3 separate regions of the Rattus norvegicus genome follow, and all the other regions are linked to region 3. A link is a contact called in public Hi-C data. All regions are on one chromosome and are shown on one strand. Each heading gives the region's core, a stretch centred on a gene start, on an enhancer-like site or on the middle of the called end of the contact. The rest is flanking DNA. Distances are from core to core; before and after follow the strand shown. Region 1 has its middle 90 kb from the start of Bod1. Region 2 has its middle 12 kb from the start of C10h5orf47. Region 3 holds the start of Cpeb4 (cytoplasmic polyadenylation element binding protein 4).

Region 1 (4,192 bases), core at 1,583-4,082, 130 kb after region 3:
GAGCAGGAATAAAAGTTTTAGAATTCTGTTGTGTGCCTAAAAATAGCATCAAGCACCAATTTCATGCCAGGCACGGTTGCTAAGAGACCTTCCAGGCGTCATCCCATTTACCCTCAGAGCTGCAGGTGACGTCTGTTGTATTATAGGTTTTGTATCAAATGAGAGGACCACGTCAAAGACATCATGTGGAGGACCCCAGGACACCTCAAACAGGATGAGGCCTTCCACAAAGGCTAAAGGGGAGGAGGGAGGCACACAGGAAGTTGTGACTAGGAGCCTGCTTGGGCAGGGCATGGAGGTTCTTATTTCCTCCTGTTGCTGTCGCAGATTAGTACAAGCCCAGTGTCTTAGCAACCCAGATTCATTATCTTCCAGGTTGGAAGGTTGGACATCCACAATTGGTTCCCCTAGGAAAAGGCCAAGGGGCCGGCAGGGATACTCTGCTTCTTCCATGCAGGACGTGACTCAGGAACCCATCCTGACCCCCCATTTGCTCAGGTCCGGAGAAAGCCTTTGTATCAACAGCTGGAGCTGAGGCAAGGCTCCTTCCAACCTCCATACCTACAACCGGATCACTCCTTCCTCTCCCGCTGGCTGCTTCTCATCTTACCCACCACCCCTTGCGTGTTCACATGGCCAGATGCACAGAGTTAAATTCTACTGGTGTCAACATTTGACTCACTTGACTACAAATGGTATCATTTAGCGAGCTTTAAATTTTCCTGATGCCATCGAACCTGAATAACTCCATCAGACGTCAGGGAATCCAAAATTTAAACGTGCAGATTTGTGTGAACAGAACCACACTGGGGATACAACATAGTTACAGCTCCCTAAAGTCTCCAGAGCTGGAGATGTGGCCTGGGAGCTTAGCATACTCTATGCCCTGCTTAGAAAACAAGGCTTAGTTCTGCTTCTCAGGCTGGGCTGGCTCCCATGTTTTCAAAGGAGAAAAAAAAAAGGAAGCCTAAAAAGTCCCTGCTAAAAGCTGCCGGTCTGCTGCTCTGCAGAGCACACAGGGGTCTTGTTCTCTCTCGCTGTCTCCCCAGATGGACAGAGCTGCCGAAAGGAAGCACTGACTCGAGGAACCTCCTCTTCTTCACTGCACACAGCATGGCTGCTAATTTCATGGCCTCAACTAGAGGCCAAGGGAAGGCTGTGATGTAGGCAGAAAAGAGAGGGGCGGGAGGGAGTCTCGAACTCTGCAGTCTTAGCTGAGGGTGTTAAACACCAAGCACTGTGGGAGGGAGACTTGAGGTGGCATAGAATTCCATATAAGCTTGTTCATGCCCAGGTGAGCCGTTCCTCAGAGAGGCTGGGGTCACGTTTTACGGATGACGTTTGTGTGCTTAGTCCTTTCTGTGTGCTGGCACCTCGCTCCATCTCTGACTTTACCATATCCTGGAGAGAAGCCACCTTTAATGGCTCTCTATGGAACTTATGGACAGAGTGTTCAGAGTAAGAAGCATTGCCTGGGACATGCAGAACAAGAGGATGCCATGGCTGAGATTTAACTACAGACCGTCTCCAACTCAGGACAGAGAAGCTAGAGGCTGTCAGAGGCCGTGACGGCACGGAAGCCATGTGTACTGGGAAGAAAGGTACTTTGTGTTTGGAATCTTTCCCCAGTCCAGTGATAAGTGGTACAATTCTCCTCTGAGAAGCTGGGCAGACAGGTCCCGGTCAGCCTCAGGTCAGCAGGCTGTGTTACTGAGCTGGGGTTGGAAGGCTAAATGGATTTAGTGTGTTTCCAACTTTTTTTCTACTTAGGATAGGGTATCTTGGGGTTTTATTGCTGTGAAGATACACCGTGACCAAAACAACGCAGGGAAATATTTAATTGGGGCTGGCTTACGGTTTCAGAGGTTCAGTCCATTATCATGATGGTAGGAAGCCTGGTGCTGGAGGAGCTCTCTGTCTTGATCCGAAGGCAACCAGGAGAGAGACTCTCTCTTCCGCACTGGGCAGAGCTTGACCACTAGGAGCCCTCAAAGCCCACCTACACAGTGACACACTTCCTCCAACAAGGCCACACCTATTCCAACAAGGCCACACCTCCTAACAGTGCCACCTCCCATGGGCCAAGCAAATTCAAACCACCACATGGAGTTATGAAGACATAACTGCATGTAAATCAAGCAAGCATCTGTATGTTATTTTTTAAGATGTAATTATTTATTTTATGTATGTAAGTAGCTGTCTTCAGACACACCAGAAGAGGGCATCAGATCCCATTACAGATGGTTGTGAGCCACCATGTGGTTGCTGGGAATTGAACTTAGGACCTCTGGAAGAGCAGCCAGTGCTCTTAACCGCTGAGCCATCTCTCCAGCCCGCATCTGTACATTACAAAAGTGCACAGCCCTCCAGAGTCCATCCAGGGGCTGAAGGGTGTCAGCTCAGGGAGTGTTATTCCAGGTAACTTAGAGGAACCTCTTAGGCTGTTAGTTGGGCATCAGACTAGGAGTTTTGCCGCTCTTGTTCAAGCTCAGTGTCGGCCCACTCACCTGTGTTTCCATTCATCTACTTAGTAATATCTTAACTCAAGCCTATGACCTACTCTGCACCACTCTGTGCCAAGACACGACCCTGTCACAGCCTCGCTGTGATGAGGGTCTCCATGAAAAGAGAGGCAGACGTGGGTGTGCTGGTGCGGCCGAGAGTGTGCCAAGAAGACAGAAAGATGGGGGTGGACAGTCAGTGGCTGGAGAAGGCAGAGGAATGGGCTCGGAGAAGCAGGTGCTGAGCAGGTGCTCAGCTCGCAGAGCCCAGCAGAATGTGAGCGTGGCAGGACACAGGCTGCCCCAGGAAATGGGTGTGTGGCCAGTTCTTAATTTGCACACAGCAGCATCTGTAGTGACAGGTTCACCTAGCACCAGTGCCTTTGTCGTTGCCCTGAGGTGTCCTAGGACACGTTCCTGGCTGGAACTGCTTTGGTTACAGACAAGGACCTGTCCCCTCTCTAGGGAGAGGCATGCTCGAGTCACCAGTTCCTGAGAGCCTAGGTCAAGGACTCCTTCCTGCAACTGTCCGTGCCCTTCTGTTGGGCCTCCAAAGCCTTCACAGCCTGAGGCTTTATTAAATCTCCCCTGCCAGGGCAGAGGAAGTTAAGAAAAACAAGCTGGAGTTACTCATCTGGCCTCCTGGGGCTCCTGTTCCCTAGGTAGCTTCTCTGTAGGCTCTGTACTTCCTTCTAGCCCTGAGCCTTCAATCCAGCCCAGCCCAAAGAAAGCAATATATTGACAAAGAACAAAGTTTCCCCGACCTCTGCGTTTTTCCTTTAATATTTAATCTCTGCACTTATCTGACCACCTGTCTGTTTCCTTGCAGGCTAGCATCGACTCAGGGGAGAATTACAGACAACCCACTCCGTGAGTTACCAGGAAGAACAAATAGAGGTGGAGTCTCCCTTGGTTTCATAACCCAAGCCCAGGCGTGGGGACAAGAGGTTGGGGAGCAGAAAGGATGGGGATGGGGAGCAGCTACCATAGTAACACACGGTGTGGTTGGATGATCCAACTACTATTGGAATACAGAACACAAAGTACTTGATTTCTTGGGGGTACCAGCAGAGGCTTCCCAGCAGAGGCGACATTTAAGCTGGTCTTGCAGAATCAATGGGACTTTGCTAAGCAAATCATGCAAGACAATGCCATTCCGGGTAGAGAGGGACACGAGTGTGGCCGACTCGAAGTGAGGGCAGAACCAAGAGAGAGAGCAAACAGAAAAGCCTCTCACACAGGTGCCTGTGCCCAGCTCCCAGGTAATTTTCATGAGCATCTGGAGTACAGCCCACTACTAGGCAGAAAGAGACTTTGGGCAGGGAGGTCACTTGTCAAAGGCCACACAGCCAGCAAGAAGCTGAGCCAGGATGAGTGCTGTGTTGGTTGACACCTGCATTGTCCACTCCACTCATGGTCTGAGACGGTGGGATGACAGCAGCTATGTCAAGGAGCCCTAACTGGTGGCTTGGTAGCCTGGAAGAGGACAGAGACGCCAGAGTCCTTTCTTGTCCCTCCATGCCAAATCTGAAGCCTTGGTATGACAGGAGGGGAGCTACCTCTGTAATACCTCACAGATCTGTCTGTGTCACCCAGGCCTAAGAGGGCTGTGGGAGGAGCCACCATTGCTTAGCTTCTTACAGGAGCGAGGGTCTCATCAGCAAGCAGAGGCCAGATGCTGATGGGCACTC
Region 2 (3,941 bases), core at 1,082-3,581, 72 kb before region 3:
GAGTAGTACTCCATTGTGTAGATGTACCACATTTTCTGTATCCATTCCTCTGTTGAAGGGCTTCTGGGTTCTTTCCAGCTTCTGGCTATTATAAATAAGGCTGCTATGAACATAGTGGAGCATGTGTCTTTGTTATATGTTGGGGCATCTTTTGGGTATATGCCCAGGAGTGGTATAGCTGGGTCCTCAGGTAGTTCAATGTCCAATTGAAGTTTTCATTTTTAATTTTTTCATTCCCAGTTTCATTTCTGTTCTCCTCCCCCCACTTAGTATTTCTGTCTCTGATTGACCGCTACTTTTCTGCATAGCACTACAACAGCCCAGTCGGGAGAGCCTTACACTGAATTCTCTCTCATATCTTCATTTCATTTCGATTAGCTGTCTGTGGGGTTATTTTTTTGGGGGGGGGTGGAGTTCAGTCAGCACATTTGTACCCTCTTAACATTCATTTAGGGATTTATTTGTGTGTTTTATTAATTTGTTGAACATGTTTGTAACTGTCCTTCTGCACTTGTGCCCTCTATTTTCTCTTAGTTGCCCTCCGATGGGACTGGTGATTCTTGGGCAGCGAAGCATGTGGTCTTGGTTTTTTTGTATTGCTTGTATTATGAGGTATCTGGAGCCAGGTCGCTAGTGACATTTTAATATCATGTTTTGACCCAAACATAGACTGAATGCACTCAGACTTGTGCAGTGGTTGCAGGTCCTGTATAGAAGGTTGGAGGGGCTTTAGGTAGTCAGGGGCAGGAAGGGGTAGGGAGAAGGAGTAGGCGTGTAGTACCAGATGGGTGCTAGAGGTATTGGGGATTCCTAAGCAGGGAGGGTCCAGGCTGAGGTGTGTGAGCCTTGGTCTCCAAGCCGTATGAGGCAGCTGGAGGGTCTCTGTTAGGCTGAGAGCAGGACTTTGGGGAGGAAGCCTGGGCTTACTCATAAGGCTCCCCAGCAGTCAGTAAGCAGCGTTTTAGAGTCCCAGGCTGATAGGAGCCAGCAGAAGAGGCACAGGGTTCTGAATGGTGCCAGAAGGGACTGGAGATGGGGGAGCTTGAGGGAGCTGAGCTGGGAGGAGCTGGAGGAGAGGAGGAGAAGTTAGTGTGGGGGTTCACTTATGGGGGGGGTTCTCTGGCTTTCCCTTCTGGTGCAATCTCCTCCTAGGGATTTTGCAACCAGGAACCCAGCACCACCAAGGAACATTTTCGGAGCAGATTTGTAAAGCATAGCAGTGCTAGGTGCTGCCCCAGAGTAAGCCACTGAATCCTCACAAGTACCCTGTGACACGGGCACCGTGGTTCCCTTTATCTACAAGTTATACCTTGTAAGATACCCACTTGATGTCTGAAAACTTGGAGACTACCGGACCCCACACAGTCTCTTCTCTCCTTTCTGTATACATATATTCAATTTTATTTTTCACTAGAGGCACTACATGGCCCCAGTTCGTCACGTGTGTCTGAGCTACCAACGCCACTGCTCCTGAACTTTGGGGCCACTGTTATTATTGTTTATAATAAGCCCCACCATGCTAAAGTTGTGAAATGACTAAATCGGCGGGAGCATATATGCCCATATAAGATGGACAAAAGGGTCCTGTCCTCGGTGAGATCATGCTACCTAGAATGGCTCGTGATTTAAATGTGACTTTACCCCGTCATTTCACGGTCTCCAAGGCCAACCATGGGTAACTAAAACTGTCCCCATTTTACAGATAAAGGAGAAGCAGTGGAGGAGTTCTTAAACAGCTCAGTCAGAGCCACAGAATGTTCTGGAACTAGAGGATTCAAACGCAGGTAGTGAGGTTCTAGTGCCCACATTCTTTTATCCTATCTCAGACCGTCTCTGAACAGTGGGGAGGAAGCGCACATAGGATACGTGCGCGAGAAAAGTCTCACACGGACTTGTAGTTGTCTGTCTTCCCTTCAACCCACCCAAGGAAATCACATGAGGGGAGCCTGAAGAAATAATGCAGAACCCACCCTGAAAGCAAAGCCTGTTTTTTTGCAGTTGCTCGACTAATATCATCCACCAGGTGGCAGTCACGGTCTCCAGATAAAATCCGCTCGCTCTTGCTCTCATGCTTGTGCGCTCTCTCTCTCTCTCTCTCTCTCTCTCTCTCTCTCTCTCTCTCTCTCTCTCTCTCTCTCTCTCTCTCTTTCCCTCTCCCCCTCTCCCTCTCCCTCCCTCCCTCACTTCCTCCCTCTCTCTCTCTGGCAATGACTCGATTTTTATCATTATTAAAAAAATAAATAAGCAGTTTGAATTAACAAAAAACAAAAACACCGCAACTCTCTGACCAAGCTTTCTGAAGCAGTGCAGAGAGAGAGTGGTGCTCCTCTGTCACCGTGGGCAGATGATCAAGGCTCCCTCCCTGCGGGTTCAGGGTGCGGGCAGAGAGAGGGTGCTGCAGAGGTGCACAGCACAGAAGCCACGGTCAGTGAGGGGAGGTGCGATTCTGGTCCACAGAGGATGTGATCTTCTCCACCATCCTACCAGTAAGATGCGCAGCTTCTGTAAACAAACTCCCACTCCTAACCCTAAAGGAACCTTCTGAGCCCCCACCCCGCCACACACACACACACACACACACACACACACACACACACACACACACGCACACGCACACGCGCACACACACACCCCTCGAGAGTTAAAGAGGGGCGGGGCTTGTTGGGAGGAGGAAGGTGATTCATGAGGGTGGGAGGTGGATGACACAGGGTGGGACTCGTGCATGTGACGTGTGTATGCGTGAAATCCATTATTATGTGTAACTAATATATTCTAACAAAACAAAAATGTTAAGGATACAGAGTCCTCGTGCCTTCCGTTAGCCAGCATCGGGTGCGGGAACATATGCTATCTCTCAGGAGACATCATGATGAATGTCAGAAAAGGCCTTCTTACCTCATCTGTCCCCTTCCTTCACTGGATCTGCTACCAATTTCAGCTGTCATTCACCATCCCGTTCCTGAGGGTGGACGTTGTCTGATTAGATGTGGGGGGAAGGGCAGTGGCTGGGCTGTCGTTATCTCTGCTGTCAATCACCACAACCCTCCAAAGGCTCGCGCAGGACTTCCCTTGACAACAGGTCCCACTCCATAGGAGGGTAGGAGGGAAGGTCTTGTTTACCTGTTGGTTTGAAGAAATTGTAACAGGTTTACAGTTCTTACTTTAAGCAAGTGATGTCAACTCACACTGCACTGTGAAGTAACTTGTACTTTTCTTGAGAAACAGTTTCCTCTTAAAGACTGGGTTCTTTCTGTGTGACAGAGAGAGGGTGCGGCTCCTGGTTTAAAGGTGTCCAATAGCTCAAGTGTATCCTTAGATCTCATGCTCCTCCCACACCCTCCTCTGAATCAGAATCTTGCTTAATTAGAATTAGAATCTTTTCTTCGGAGCATCTGAGTACCACACACTGCCACTTGAGTCAAAGCAGAATCTTCCCATCCATGTCCGATAAGACAGGCTGTCCCTTCAAACCACTGAGGCCTCTCCAATAACAGCCAAGCCGGACAAATGTTAGAAGGGACACCACCCACTGCAAGCAACGCCTTCTTTGGTAGGTCCTGTTGGTTCTGGCCTAATTAGGGCAGGTTCTGATTGCTTCTGGGATAGTTTCCCTTCGCTGATGGGTCCCAAGGAAAAGGGTTTAGAAATGCATTGTAAGCTGTGTTACCTTTCAAAAGAGAGAATGCAGAATTTTGCCAACAACCAACTGGTTCAAATATGTCACCCCATTACCCACATTTCCTTCAACTGTCTTGCAGGCTGCTGCCACAATCCTGCCTGGCTCAAACCACCATCAGCCACTAATGTCCACCGGTATCACTCACTCAAACCACTGTCCTCCCACATGGTCTTCTACCCTGCCCTGGAAACCTAGTGTCTCATGACTGCCAGCCATTTTTCTCTCATATATCCTCAAAGTATTTTGAGAACTTAAATGTAAG
Region 3 (3,962 bases), core at 852-3,351:
AGAAAGGATCACTCTACATACAGTTCATAAATTGAGTGTGGCAAGTGATCCTGAGCTAAGACATGAAATTCTCTTTACCTTGTTTCTGCAAGACAAACTGGCTGCTCATTCGTTCAAAAACAATATGATTCCTACCAGAAAAGGGATATACTAGTAGCCACAAAGACAAGCGATCTTTGCCTAGACCTATTTTTAGGAATGGTCTAATTATCTACACCCCAAGTGTTAACACTGGAAAATAAACAAGTAGGTGAAAGGCATCACATACCAAAAAACAAAATAAACATTAAACCCCCAAAAACAAAACAGGCATTCTGAAATCAACATCTTCATGGTATTCAAAAAGAAATGAGTATACCCAGCACTGCAAAATAGACAGACAGATAAATAAACCTGAAGCATGACAAAGAAACTATCTGCATCATTTCTCCCTAACTAGTAATCTTTACTGACACAAGAAAGGTCAGAATTTGCAGAGAGGTCTAAGAGGAATTGCTGAATTGATCAGTTCAGACTGCAAAGTCCACATCTAAATATAACTAGGAGGAAATCTGGAACTCTGAGTTCCTTTCAGTGACTCCCTACCTTACAATGTCAAAAAAAGGTCATTTTTAGTTCCTTCAGATAGGCAGAAAACATTCATTAGTTTCCATAATGAAATACATTTCTGCTACACATTACTGTTTTACCGTTCTTCCTCAAGCAACTGAAGAAAATTCTCATTAAACAAGAAAGGTATAATAATTAATTAGAACACTAACTATCCTGTTTCTGTAATTATAAATGGAAAAATTAAGGCCCAAGAAACAGTTAACTGTTTTCTTCCGATCACACTGGTTTGCTAAAATAAAGACTGGTAACCGATTCATTTCCTAAGGTCCCTAATGTGAGCAACAATTCTGATTCTTTCATTCCACAGATACTCCACCACACTACTTCCTTATTCATCTTAATCTATTAATGGAACAACATCTTACCGGAAAAGGAAAAATGTTGTCAGCTCTGTTCAAGCTATCTTCCATCCAGGATTTTGGAGCAAAGGCTGAGCTAGGGCGAGCATACTTCTGGAGCTGAATATGATTGCTTGCAAAATTTTTCTTCAAAGGTGAGATGGAGTTCAGGGGTGTTATTCCACCGTTCAGCCCTCTGCGGTGATCTCGGCCTTGAGAAGCTCCCCAGCCACCATAGCCGCCACCTCCCGGGCTCCAGGAAGAAGAGGGGGTTGGAGAGGGACTCTGGTAGCTACTCCATGGAGAAGGAGGTTTGTTAAGATTATTCGCCAAATGAGGCAGCTGGTTAAAAGCAGCATTTCTATGTGTGAAAGGTGGGGGGTGGGGACTGGCAGGAGACCTCCTCTGCTGCTGATGCTGGCTGTGATGGTGCTGGAAATGGGGGTGATGAGGATGGTGCTGGGAGAGAGGCCCGATCTGAGGGGAGAAGCTACCACCAAAGCCAGGGCTGACATGATGGGGGAAATTTTGAAACAAGAGAGCACCATTATTAGCTGAAGCGCCAGGGACCCCTCCCTGGTGAAAGAAACTTGCATCTTCATTGATTATCGTGGAGGAAGAAGGCGCTATCGCTGCTGACCAGTTACTGAAACCAGTAAGGGATGATGCACTGGATGTCAAGGGTTGGGTGGAAGTCCCGAGGCCTGTGGCTTCTTGGTAATCGAATCCTGTCAACACTGGTGATTCAATGCGTATCTTTTCTTTTCCGTTGCTGTTCTCTGAAGAATTGTCCCCTGGATTTTCTTCGGCTTTTGCCTTTTCAGTTTCAGGCAGTATTCCAGCTTCCTGCCCTGGACTCGGGGACAGTTGTTGCTTTTCTAAAGGGTCTTGTTGTTCCTGCTGTTGACTTTTTGCTTTTTCTGACCCCAAGATCTCATCCTGAATGTTATGGGTAGCCGGAGCAGGAAAGAGCCAAGCTGACCCAGCACTGCTGCCGTTGGCAGCTGTGTTATTATTTATAAAAGCAGCAGGGTTGGGGGTGGCATTTTGGTGATGGTGTGGAGGCTGCAGATGTGGATGGAATCGGACTGGAAAAGCAGATTTATTCCCAGTATTGCTTTGCACTAGCACTCCAAACCCGTAATCCCCCATTTATTATTTTTAGGATCAGAATATCACAATAAAAAAAAAACAAAGCAAAACAACCTAATGTCTCAGGGCTTTCCTCCCCTGTATCTCAAATTTGTTTGCTTGAAGTATCTTATTTATAGCTAACTCAACGATCACAGCTTATCACCCTATGTATCTCTGATTTGGAATTCTGGTCTCTCTGAATGGAAAAGAACCTTAAAAAAAAACTCTTAAAATATTGATATGAATCCAATTGGGCTTATTTCTAGGAGGGAATAAAAAAGGAAAAGGTAAAAATCAAGTCTTTGGTTAGTAAAATAGGCGCTTTCTTTTTCCAAAGGAAAATGTACATGAATGACAGAAACACAGCTTCTCAAGCATCTATGGATATAGAAGAATAAGCATTGTGCGGAGTAAAAATATATATATATAAAATTTAACAATCACATATGGTCTTCCTCAGCAGTTTAGATTCACATAAAAATTAGAATAGGATTAAGGGGAGAATACGTTCTTTTCTTGGCAGCTTGGTTAAAAAAATCAGGAATAATTTAAGAACATTATATATTATATATTTATATATAGATAGATTATATTAGGTTATCTGGGGCGGGAGGTGAATTTCTGGTTGCCAAAGAGGAAATCAGCCTTGACTAAAGGAAAGATGATTGCAGGGAGATTTCTGCTGTTCCTGGTCCTGTTTCTGTTCTTTTGTAGGGTGCAGTGTGGGCCTCTGGGGCTGTTCCTGGGGCTCCGGGTGCAGATCTTGCTGCGTTTGCTGCTCTTGGGCTCCCCTCGGCCTCCTTTCCCCCATGAAAGGGGTTGGAAACACCCGTTTCTCCCTCTGGGGGGTGTCGCGATCAGGAGGGATTAGTGAGACTGGACAAGGGCGAGCTGGTGGCCCGGGGGTGCGGGGAGCAAGGGGGCGACCTGGAAGGTCCTGCGGTTTCTGCCTCTTCCCCTCTCTGCGGCTCCGGGATTTTTTTCCCTCATGGGACCCAGGGGCGGTTTGTTCAGTTCTCTCAGTTCGATTCTCCGCCGGGGGGAGGGGGAAGGGGGATGGACAAAAAGGAAAACCCCCGCTACCGTTGTTACTCTAAAGGAGAAAAGCCTCCCCCCTGGGCTCGCGCTCTCTTTTCCCCTAGACTGATTGGAAACTATAATTTAGGAGGCTTTTGTTTCTCCTCACGGTTGCTGGGCCGCCGCCGCCGCCGCTTTTCCCCGGTCCCGCAGTCCAGCTGTCGTCGTCTTTGAGGACTCCGCCTGGCTGTTCTTTTTCTTCCTTCTTCCTCCTCGTCTTCCTCTGTTGTCGCCGCTGCCTCCGCCGCCTCCGCCGCCGCCGCCACTGCCTCCGGTGCCCAGGTCCCGCAGCCGCGGCTGAGTCCTTCTCCTCAGGACCGAGCCGAGTGAAATGACAACCAGCTGGAAAGACCGAGAGACACTTCCGGTTCGATGAGGGAGGGGCGGGGTGCTGCGGAGGCCACGCCCAACAGCCGGAAGACCAATCCGACACTACAATTCCGACTAGGCCACGCCTCCCAGCCTCAGAGCCCCTCCCAGGAAGGTCTTCGGTCATCTCAGAGCCGCCTCTTCCGCCTGCGCCTCGCCCAGCGGGGCCGGCGTCGGCGTCGGGTCCGCGCATCCAGTGCAAGCGGTGCACCGCCATCTTTTTTGTGGGCAAAGATTCCTCGCGATTTGTGTTCCCAAAGCAGACTTCTTAGGAAGCCCGTGGGGAGACGTTCAGGAAGAGAATGGGCATCTTGCACACTGAATCACTGAGCTAAAGTGTTGGGGGTCGAAGTGGCAACCCATGAAACCGAGAATAAACCAGAAGCCTGCCCTGAGTAAAGGTGGGTGCCCCTGGCATCACGTGCTCTGGCC

What was found. A called contact is a pair of places that touch in the nucleus more often than the background predicts.
Region 1: a Hi-C map of liver shows a contact between it and region 3, with 4 times the contacts expected there. The contact joins the enhancer-like site here to the promoter of Cpeb4 in region 3. A contact is called at or near these places in 4 of 12 Hi-C or Micro-C datasets (Schwann cells, frontal cortex, hepatocytes and 1 more) and 1 of 1 datasets of contacts at active chromatin or transcription factors (oligodendrocytes).
Region 2: a contact with region 3 is called in a Hi-C map of frontal cortex, with 4 times the contacts expected there. The contact joins the enhancer-like site here to the promoter of Cpeb4 in region 3. A contact is called at or near these places in 7 of 12 Hi-C or Micro-C datasets (the A7r5 cell line, the Rat2 cell line, Schwann cells and 4 more) and 1 of 1 datasets of contacts at active chromatin or transcription factors (oligodendrocytes).

What each region holds. Positions count from the first base shown.
Region 1 is chr10:16,406,314-16,410,505 of GRCr8, forward strand. No RefSeq gene overlaps it. Among named protein-coding and RNA genes, the nearest start is that of Bod1, 90 kb to the right of the region's middle. Within about 2 kb of position 2,833, at least 2 of the 93 cell types and tissues checked have an H3K27ac peak or open chromatin away from gene starts, as enhancers often do. A contact at or near this core is called in liver, where this site is marked.
Region 2 is chr10:16,208,835-16,212,775 of GRCr8, forward strand. No RefSeq gene overlaps it. Among named protein-coding and RNA genes, the nearest start is that of C10h5orf47, 12 kb to the left of the region's middle. Within about 2 kb of position 2,332, at least 16 of the 93 cell types and tissues checked have an H3K27ac peak or open chromatin away from gene starts, as enhancers often do.
Region 3 is chr10:16,281,487-16,285,448 of GRCr8, forward strand. Cpeb4 (cytoplasmic polyadenylation element binding protein 4) reads right to left here and starts at 2,102. Exons shown (of 9, transcript NM_001106992.1): 1 at 978-2,102. The coding sequence starts at 2,102.